2 separate regions of the Mus musculus genome follow, and region 1 is linked to region 2. Evidence: chromatin contacts called from public HiCAR-type data. All regions are on one chromosome and are shown on one strand. The core of a region is the stretch at or near the end of the contact, and the rest is flanking DNA. Distances in the headings are between cores, read along the strand shown. Region 1 holds the start of Fign (fidgetin). Region 2 holds the start of Tbr1 (T-box brain transcription factor 1).

Region 1 (3,708 bases), core at 989-3,488, 2.3 Mb after region 2:
TTTGACCCTCTCTCGTCTCTTTTATTCCTCTTCCCTGCTTTCCCTCTTTTCAAGAGAAACCCATGGCATGGGGGAAAGTGTACCAACAACAAGAACCAGTTTAAAGTGCACATATTCTTTGGTCATGCAAAATACTTTCCCATCTTCTTCTTGTTGTCCCCTCTTAGACTTAATTGAATATCACAAAGTGTACCAATAGCACAGCCACTAGAGCTATTGAAAACCCCTCTCACTCCATTTAACTGACTTTAAAAAAAAAAAGAAAGAAAGAAAAAGAGAGAAAGAGGAAAGAGTGATTACAAATAAAGTCATTTTCAGTTCCTGATTATTTAATTCTATCACAGGTTAAAAGTAAAAAGCTCTGACAGGCAGACAAGTGAATGGCAAGGGGGAAAAGAAAAAAGAAAAAAAGAAAACTACCAGTCTTTCTTACAAGATGTTAAAACTGGAGTGATAAAAATTATACACATATATATCTTACTTTCATGTAAAAGATACGCCATCACCCACTCACCCAAACGGCGGAAAATCCACACAGAAGAACCGAATACTCCATAAAGTGCAATCAAGGGAGCAAACAGTCAAATTCCATTAAAAGGTTGGGGTTGGGAGAAAAAGAAAATTCCATCCAGTCCTGTGTGTGTACATATATATGGATATATGTATAAACACTTTCATTACTTAGCAGTCTTTGCCCCACACTCCCACCCTCTCCATCCACCTAACCCCCACCCCAAAACAACAACAACAACAAAAATCCCACCCCGAGTTTAACTAATTTACATACCATTTGACTTCACCCCTGTTGAGAGCATTAATAGAAACATGCAACTTCAAGATTAGAGCTAAAGCCAATGAAAGTGTCCGCAAATAACATATTAATAAAAACTGAAATGCATAAAGAAGTGAAAGCAAATACAAAAAAAAAAAAAAAAGCACAGTGACAGATTAAAATAAACAGACATAGACATGTTTAAAAAGAATTGGACATCATGAGCATCTGGTTCCCAAGCAGCCTCCAATGGTTTTTATCATGCTATTTAATTTGTCTTCCCTATTTAAATGCAAAGGAAGTAAATTCCAAAACTGACATACCATAAACACTGGTGCTACTGATCATTTCTTGCTGGTAGCACAAAAAGCTGAATTGGATTTCTCACAAGCAGGAATTCCAAAGGTTGCTTTTCATTAAAGCCACTTTTCCTCTCAGCTATCAAATGTCACTGCCTTGAAACGTGGGCCCTTTCGTCAGGTATTCATTTAACCTACATGCATATAATTAAGGGGGAAAGCAACATCAACAAAAAGGGGATCTCAGATCACAGGAGAAGAAAGAAAGGAAAAAAAGCACATGACCGGGAATACAAGTCCATGTCAATTTCACTCACTCCCATTGAAACTAACAAGAGCTCCGGGGAGGACGGTAATAGGATCAGTGGATTGTATATACCATTAAATTATACATCTTTCTCTCCCGTTCCTTGCCAACAATACGCCCACCACGCTGTACCCCCTCCCGCATGATGTGCTTACAGTTTTCTGCAACCGATCCTCTGACATTTTTCTCGATCCCCCAGCCACGAGATTGTAATTTAACCTCAACTTTTTGTGTGTGTGCAAGATTCTTATTTACACTTCTTATTTACTTAGAAGTTAGTTCCCGAAGAAAGTCTAGCCCCACCCTATGGCTCCGCTTTCTTATTTTATTTTTTTTATTTTTTGAGGTAAAAAGATAGTAGTGAGTAAGCCCAATATCGCGAAAAGCGAGATTCTTGCAGTCACGAACTCTTAATCCCATACTATTGTTATAACGATTAAGCTGCAGAAATATGCATCATAATGTTTCAGGGCTACTTTGTACAGAGAAATTAGACAGCAGGTTGGCGTACAAAATAGAAACGAATGCAAATTAAATTTACTGTTTACGGCACAACTCTGAGACCTCTTCTCACTACAGGTCTTGGATCTATCTATATTCTTTAAAAATAAAACAAAAACAAAAAATTTAAACAGATGGTAAAAAACTACGAAGCTCTCCTTACCTGGACGCGCAGAGCGAGCTCCCGATAGGTTAGCGTAGCATCGATCCGATGTGTTTGCTGATGAATGGAAGCTAGGGTTAAGTGAAGGTGCCTATGATTTGAAATCATTCCAAGTTTTTGAAGGGAAGACGGACTGCAGCCTCTGCCATGTTGGAATTTCAAACCCAAAACAGCTGCTTGGAAGGAGCCAGCATGCCAGAGGCTGAGCGCAGGCGCAGAGCGCCGCCGAGCCAAATTCAAATCACTTTCACACTAAGAGCCAAAGATCAGTTTTCAAAGGAGAGAGGGAGAAAGAGACGCAGGCGGCCGCGCGGCCGGGCGTCGGGAGGCAGTGGCGAGAGGCGGGCGTTGGAGCGCGGCGGGCCGGGAGCCCCGGGAGGGAGCGGCGGCGCGGGCCGGGACTGCAGGGGGAGCGGAGGCGGGAGGCGGCGAGCGGCGCCCGGCCGCGGGCGGACAGGGAGGGCGCAATGGCCGGCCGCCGGGTCATGTTACACGGCCCGGGCCTCGGCGGCCGCCCAGCCTCACAGCTGCGCTCCCGCGGCCCGGAGGGGGCCCCGAGGTCATGCCGGCGCGCGGGGACGCGGAGCCCGGCCCAGCCCGCGCGCGGGGAGCGACGCCCCCGGGGGAAGCGAGCCCCGCTGTCCACGCGCGATCGCGCGTCCCTGAGGGCCCCTCCCCGGTCCTCCGGTCACCACCGTAGCCTGGCCAGCCCTCCCTGCTGCTGCGCGCACGGGACGGGGACCGGGACGTGGAGCCGGGACGTCCCCTATCCCCGAGGCTCCCCGCACCAGTCCGAAAATGACTTTATCTGCTAGGGAGAGGCAAGTTGGGGAGGCAGATCAGCTTGAACCCACTTCACCGCCTCCACCTCCCCGGGAATAAATAAAAACCCTAAGTATCTAGGTGTGCGGTCCCCTCTCAAGCTCCCCCGGCTCCCCTCCCTACCTCCCCCAGGCGGCTCGGGCAGGGGAGAGCAGCGCCCGGGGGCCCACGGTGAGGGCTGTTGGTGCGCAGGCAGAGACCTGGGGCTTCAGCTTTCCCAGCCCCCCGCTATGGAGCAATCTGGGGACCCAGGAGAAGGAAGAGAGTCGGGGCTTTGTGGTGCTGGGAGCTGAGGAAGAATGAAATGTGCAGTTGAGTGTGTGGCTCGCATCCCAGGGAGCAGTGCCGTGCTGATTGTCTGTGGCTGAGATAGCCTTTTGTTCGCAACATAAGGTTTAAGAAACACACACACGTTTTCTGGGGTCTCTTGTTAGATGTAAATGTGCTGCATCCAGACGCTTACTATGCAGTGTAAGCTCAGTTGGTTTACTAATCACCCCGCCCCACCCCCAAACAATCAGGATCATTTGAATGGGAACCTCATTCAGACTTCTGGGCTGAGAGGATTGCCTTCAACCTATTTCATCCTAGACTAGCCAACCATCCAACTGAGATAATAAAGCAAACAATAACATTTGATCATGATGTCTACGAGATAATGTGCCCGGCAAAGTTCTTAAGGAATTGTAATGAGAGAAAGAGAGAGTTGGGCAATAATTTCTCTTCATTTTCATTAAATATGACTTTAATAGATAAATGGTGAGTTTATACTTTGGCCTGCTGGATGTCCAGTCCTCTATATTTCAACTAAGCTGAGAATGCAAGAGGCAAATTATGTATTCGA
Region 2 (3,833 bases), core at 970-3,469:
GGTCACAGTGCTTATTCACCTCCAAATTTAAAAACTAACAAATGTGCATTCCTTTTCTACCCTCTTTACACTTAGATGGGCAGTTTTTGATTCCTTGTGTTTTTAAGAAGCCAGTTCTGAGTGTCCAGGATAGCAAAAGGCTTCCAAAACCTCAGGTGGTCTGTCACCTTCATATATGTACTTGAGGCTTTGTGTCCTGTTCAAGGGGCAAGATGAGGTGAGAAGCAGGAGGGTGAGGAGAGGCACTTGGTGACAGGAGCCAATGTTACCCGCAGAGGAGGACACAACCAGGTAAAATGGGACAAAAGTAGCAGCAAAGATTGAGGGAAACATCAAATGTCATCACACATATTCACCCCACCAACAACAACCTGGGTACTCCAATTCTGCCTCAAAGGCTAAAATCCAACTGGATAGGAGCTGAGATTTGCTTTCAAAGGGAAACCGGGTCTAACATTATTTTTCTCCCAGAAAATTGCTTCTACTTGATTCTTAGACATCTGATCATCAACCTGTCCGGCCTATGGCCACCAGTGCCAGGTCTTGCTCCTGTGCCCTGTGGGAGGCTGCAGCTGGTACCCTCTGCAGCCACAGCGCCAAGCCTCCGAGGGAGGTGGTGCAGTCTGCTCAGTGCTGGCCGCTGCAGACCAAACTCCAGCACATCTTGAATCTGTTAACTCTTTTCTGACCATACCCAAGTTCCACCCAGCTTTGAACTCTGCTGCTCTGGCGGGGCTACTCAGACTGAAGGCTTGAAGGCAGAGGCACCATCTGGAGGAGATAGATTCCCAGACCCAGCCTGCCTGAGGCATGGGTGGAGTGTGAGCCTCTCGGTCCTGAGCCAGACAGGTCGCCTGGCACTCTCTTAGTCCCCCTGAGCTCACCACCTTGCTGGCCGAGCTGAGCTAAGCCCGGGGTTGGCTCTGCTTTTCTGCACCTCTTGCCTTCAGGGTTGGCCATGCCTGGACACAAGCATGAGCTCTGGGTTTATAGATCTCAGGCTCTCTTGGCTCGAGGCCGAAGGCTAGCCGCCTGTGAAAGCAGGTACTAGATCTTTTCTCTCTATACCTCAGAGTTGCTTGGGGCCTCGTATTACTTGTGCCAAAATCTCTTTACATCGATTCTTTTCGCTAATCCTCTTTTAAAAATTACTGGCATGGGTTCTTTTTCTCTCCCTCTGGATTATGTAAACATTACACACACACACACACACACACACACACACACACACACACACACACACACACACCACACCAGTCAGTAAGATCATCGCATTGACACCGCTTCCACTCTGTCTCCCCAGATCAACGCTTCTAGAGAACCCATTTGCACTGGGGACTCAGCCCTCTCTTTTTCCTGGCGAGGCTTATGAACCTGTCACCAAGCCAGTGCCTCGGAAAGGAGGAAGTGCGGTGGGGCTCAAAGGATACATGGCGCCCGCCCCCAGCTAGCTGCTCTTCAGATGATCTGCAACCAAGTTGGCTGATAAAATATTTAGTAACGACCCAGTAAACATGACTGCAAATACATTAAAGCACTTCAGCGCGACAGCTTATGATTATTTCAAAACTTAAAAAGGAGATCATAGATTGTCACTGTTTCTGTACCCCTGCCGGAAACCGAACCTTCCCGAGGTGGGTTGCTGGGTGGGTTAACTGCTTTGCCTCCTCTTCTCCTCTCTTAACGCTGTGGCTTTCAGCGGCAGAGGTTTGTTTATTTATTTATTTACTCGTGTAGTTTAAAGGTGGGGGAGGGGGCGGCAAGGACACGCAATACCGATTCAACAAAGCACAGGCTCAGGTGTGTGTGCTTCTGTGTATTAACTGGAAAAGACAGACTCTGGAAGTTTTACAGGGCGAGAAGAGGCCACCGGCTCGCGCTTTGTATACTTTGCACTTGAAATCGTTACATTCAACTGAATATTTGGCTCATTCAGATCCGAAAAGTCTCCTAGCATCATCGAATTCCCTCCTCCGCCCCTCCTCTCTAAAGAGAGGGGGGGGGGTAAGGAACTGTTTAGTAAATTGCACATCTTTGAATCTTCCTGAAGCAGTGGTCACAAAGCTTAAAGGTGACATAACAGAGCTCACGTAAACCAACACACTTTCCCCACCCCCCAAGCCAACAATAAAATCATCCCCTTCAATTTGCCATGATCGTCGCGACCAGGAGCCAGGTGATTATCCTAATTAATGTCTATCTAATTAAATTACTGTCAGCAGCTAACCAATGGCAAGAGCCGTTTCATCGGCTGCATAAGCAGCAAGATCAAAAGTGAGCCTTTTCTGATTGCTGCATAGTGTCAATTGGCCAATCTCTTCTCCCAGGGAAAAAAAAAAGTAAATCAAACCTTTGAGAAGCATTTGCTGGTTGAAGTGCTTTCTGTCTAGTGAGGGGTCTGTGGATTCCTAGTGTATGATAAACAGGACTTTAAAACCCAGGGACGGGAGGGCCAGCGTTCAGGTTCTAGAGCTATGCAGCTGGAGCATTGCCTCTCTCCTTCTATCATGCTCTCCAAGAAATTTCTCAATGTGAGCAGCAGCTACCCACATTCGGGCGGATCTGAGCTTGTCTTGCATGATCATCCCATTATCTCGACCACTGACAACCTGGAGAGAAGTTCACCTTTGAAAAAAATTACCAGGGGGATGACGAATCAGTCAGATACAGACAATTTTCCTGACTCCAAGGACTCACCAGGGGACGTCCAGAGAAGTAAACTCTCTCCTGTCTTGGACGGGGTCTCTGAGCTTCGTCACAGTTTCGATGGCTCTGCTGCAGATCGTTACCTACTCTCTCAGTCCAGCCAGCCACAGTCTGCGGCCACCGCTCCCAGTGCCATGTTCCCGTACCCCAGCCAGCACGGACCGGCGCATCCCGCCTTCTCCATCGGCAGCCCCAGTCGCTACATGGCCCACCACCCGGTCATTACCAACGGAGCTTACAACAGCCTGCTGTCCAACTCTTCGCCGCAGGGCTACCCCACGGCCGGCTACCCCTACCCACAGCAGTACGGCCACTCCTACCAAGGAGCCCCTTTCTACCAGTTCTCCTCCACCCAGCCCGGGTTGGTGCCCGGCAAGGCGCAAGTATACCTGTGCAACAGGCCACTTTGGCTGAAATTTCATCGGCATCAAACGGAGATGATCATCACTAAACAGGGAAGGTAATGCTACTTTCTTGGCTGCCGCTGTTCCAGGCGTGACCCTGGGCGAACGCACCCAAGTTGTGACCGCCGGGCAGCGACTATGTGGGGTCGGGGAGCGGAGTGGAGAGGCGCTCGGGTGCGTCCTGGAGTTGGCTGGTTTTGGAAAAGGGGAATGTGGAAGGGATAATAACCACCGTGATGTTGGTGGCGGGGAGCCTGCTGTGCCAATGCGGTCGGAGAACCAGTCAGTGGCTAGAGCACGACGGAGAGCCGCGGCCGCTCCTAGGCATTCAGAGCGACGCATCAAAGCTGGCCCGAGCCGACAGGTGGAGAAGCAGGCCGCCACCGGCTCTCCACCGAGCACTGATCCCTGTTGGTCCCCCACTGCAGAGCGCTCGCTGCTCTTCCCGACTTCGGCCCTACGTCTTCCCTTCTCCCACTACCCCCTTTCCTAGATCAGCAGACATTTCGTTCAGACACGCGGCGAGGACAAGTTTTGCTTAGCTTTCTGGCGCCCCGCTTCTTGCATTTAATCTTTAACATTTATTTTCCCTTTCCCCCCTTGTTTTCTCTCTCTTCTTAATTTAAACAGGCGCATGTTTCCCTTTTTGAGTTTTAACATTTCTGGTCTCGATCCCACCGCTCATTACAATATTTTTGTGGATGTGATTTTGGCGGATCCCAA

The links. HiCAR-type assays count read pairs that join an accessible place to other places.
Region 1: a HiCAR-type map of astrocytes shows a contact between it and region 2, with 5 times the contacts expected there. The contact joins the promoter of Fign here to the promoter of Tbr1 in region 2. A contact is called at or near these places in 1 of 39 promoter capture datasets (embryonic stem cells) and 2 of 115 datasets of contacts at active chromatin or transcription factors (astrocytes and embryonic hindbrain).

Annotation. Positions count from the first base shown.
Region 1 is chr2:64,095,800-64,099,507 of GRCm38.p6, forward strand. It overlaps Fign (fidgetin), which reads right to left and starts at 2,239. Exons shown (of 4, transcript NM_001267846.1): 1 at 2,043-2,239; 2 at 1,096-1,265.
Region 2 is chr2:61,802,234-61,806,066 of GRCm38.p6, forward strand. Tbr1 (T-box brain transcription factor 1) reads left to right here and starts at 2,220. Exons shown (of 6, transcript NM_009322.3): 1 at 2,220-3,166; 2 at 3,741-3,833. The coding sequence starts at 2,475.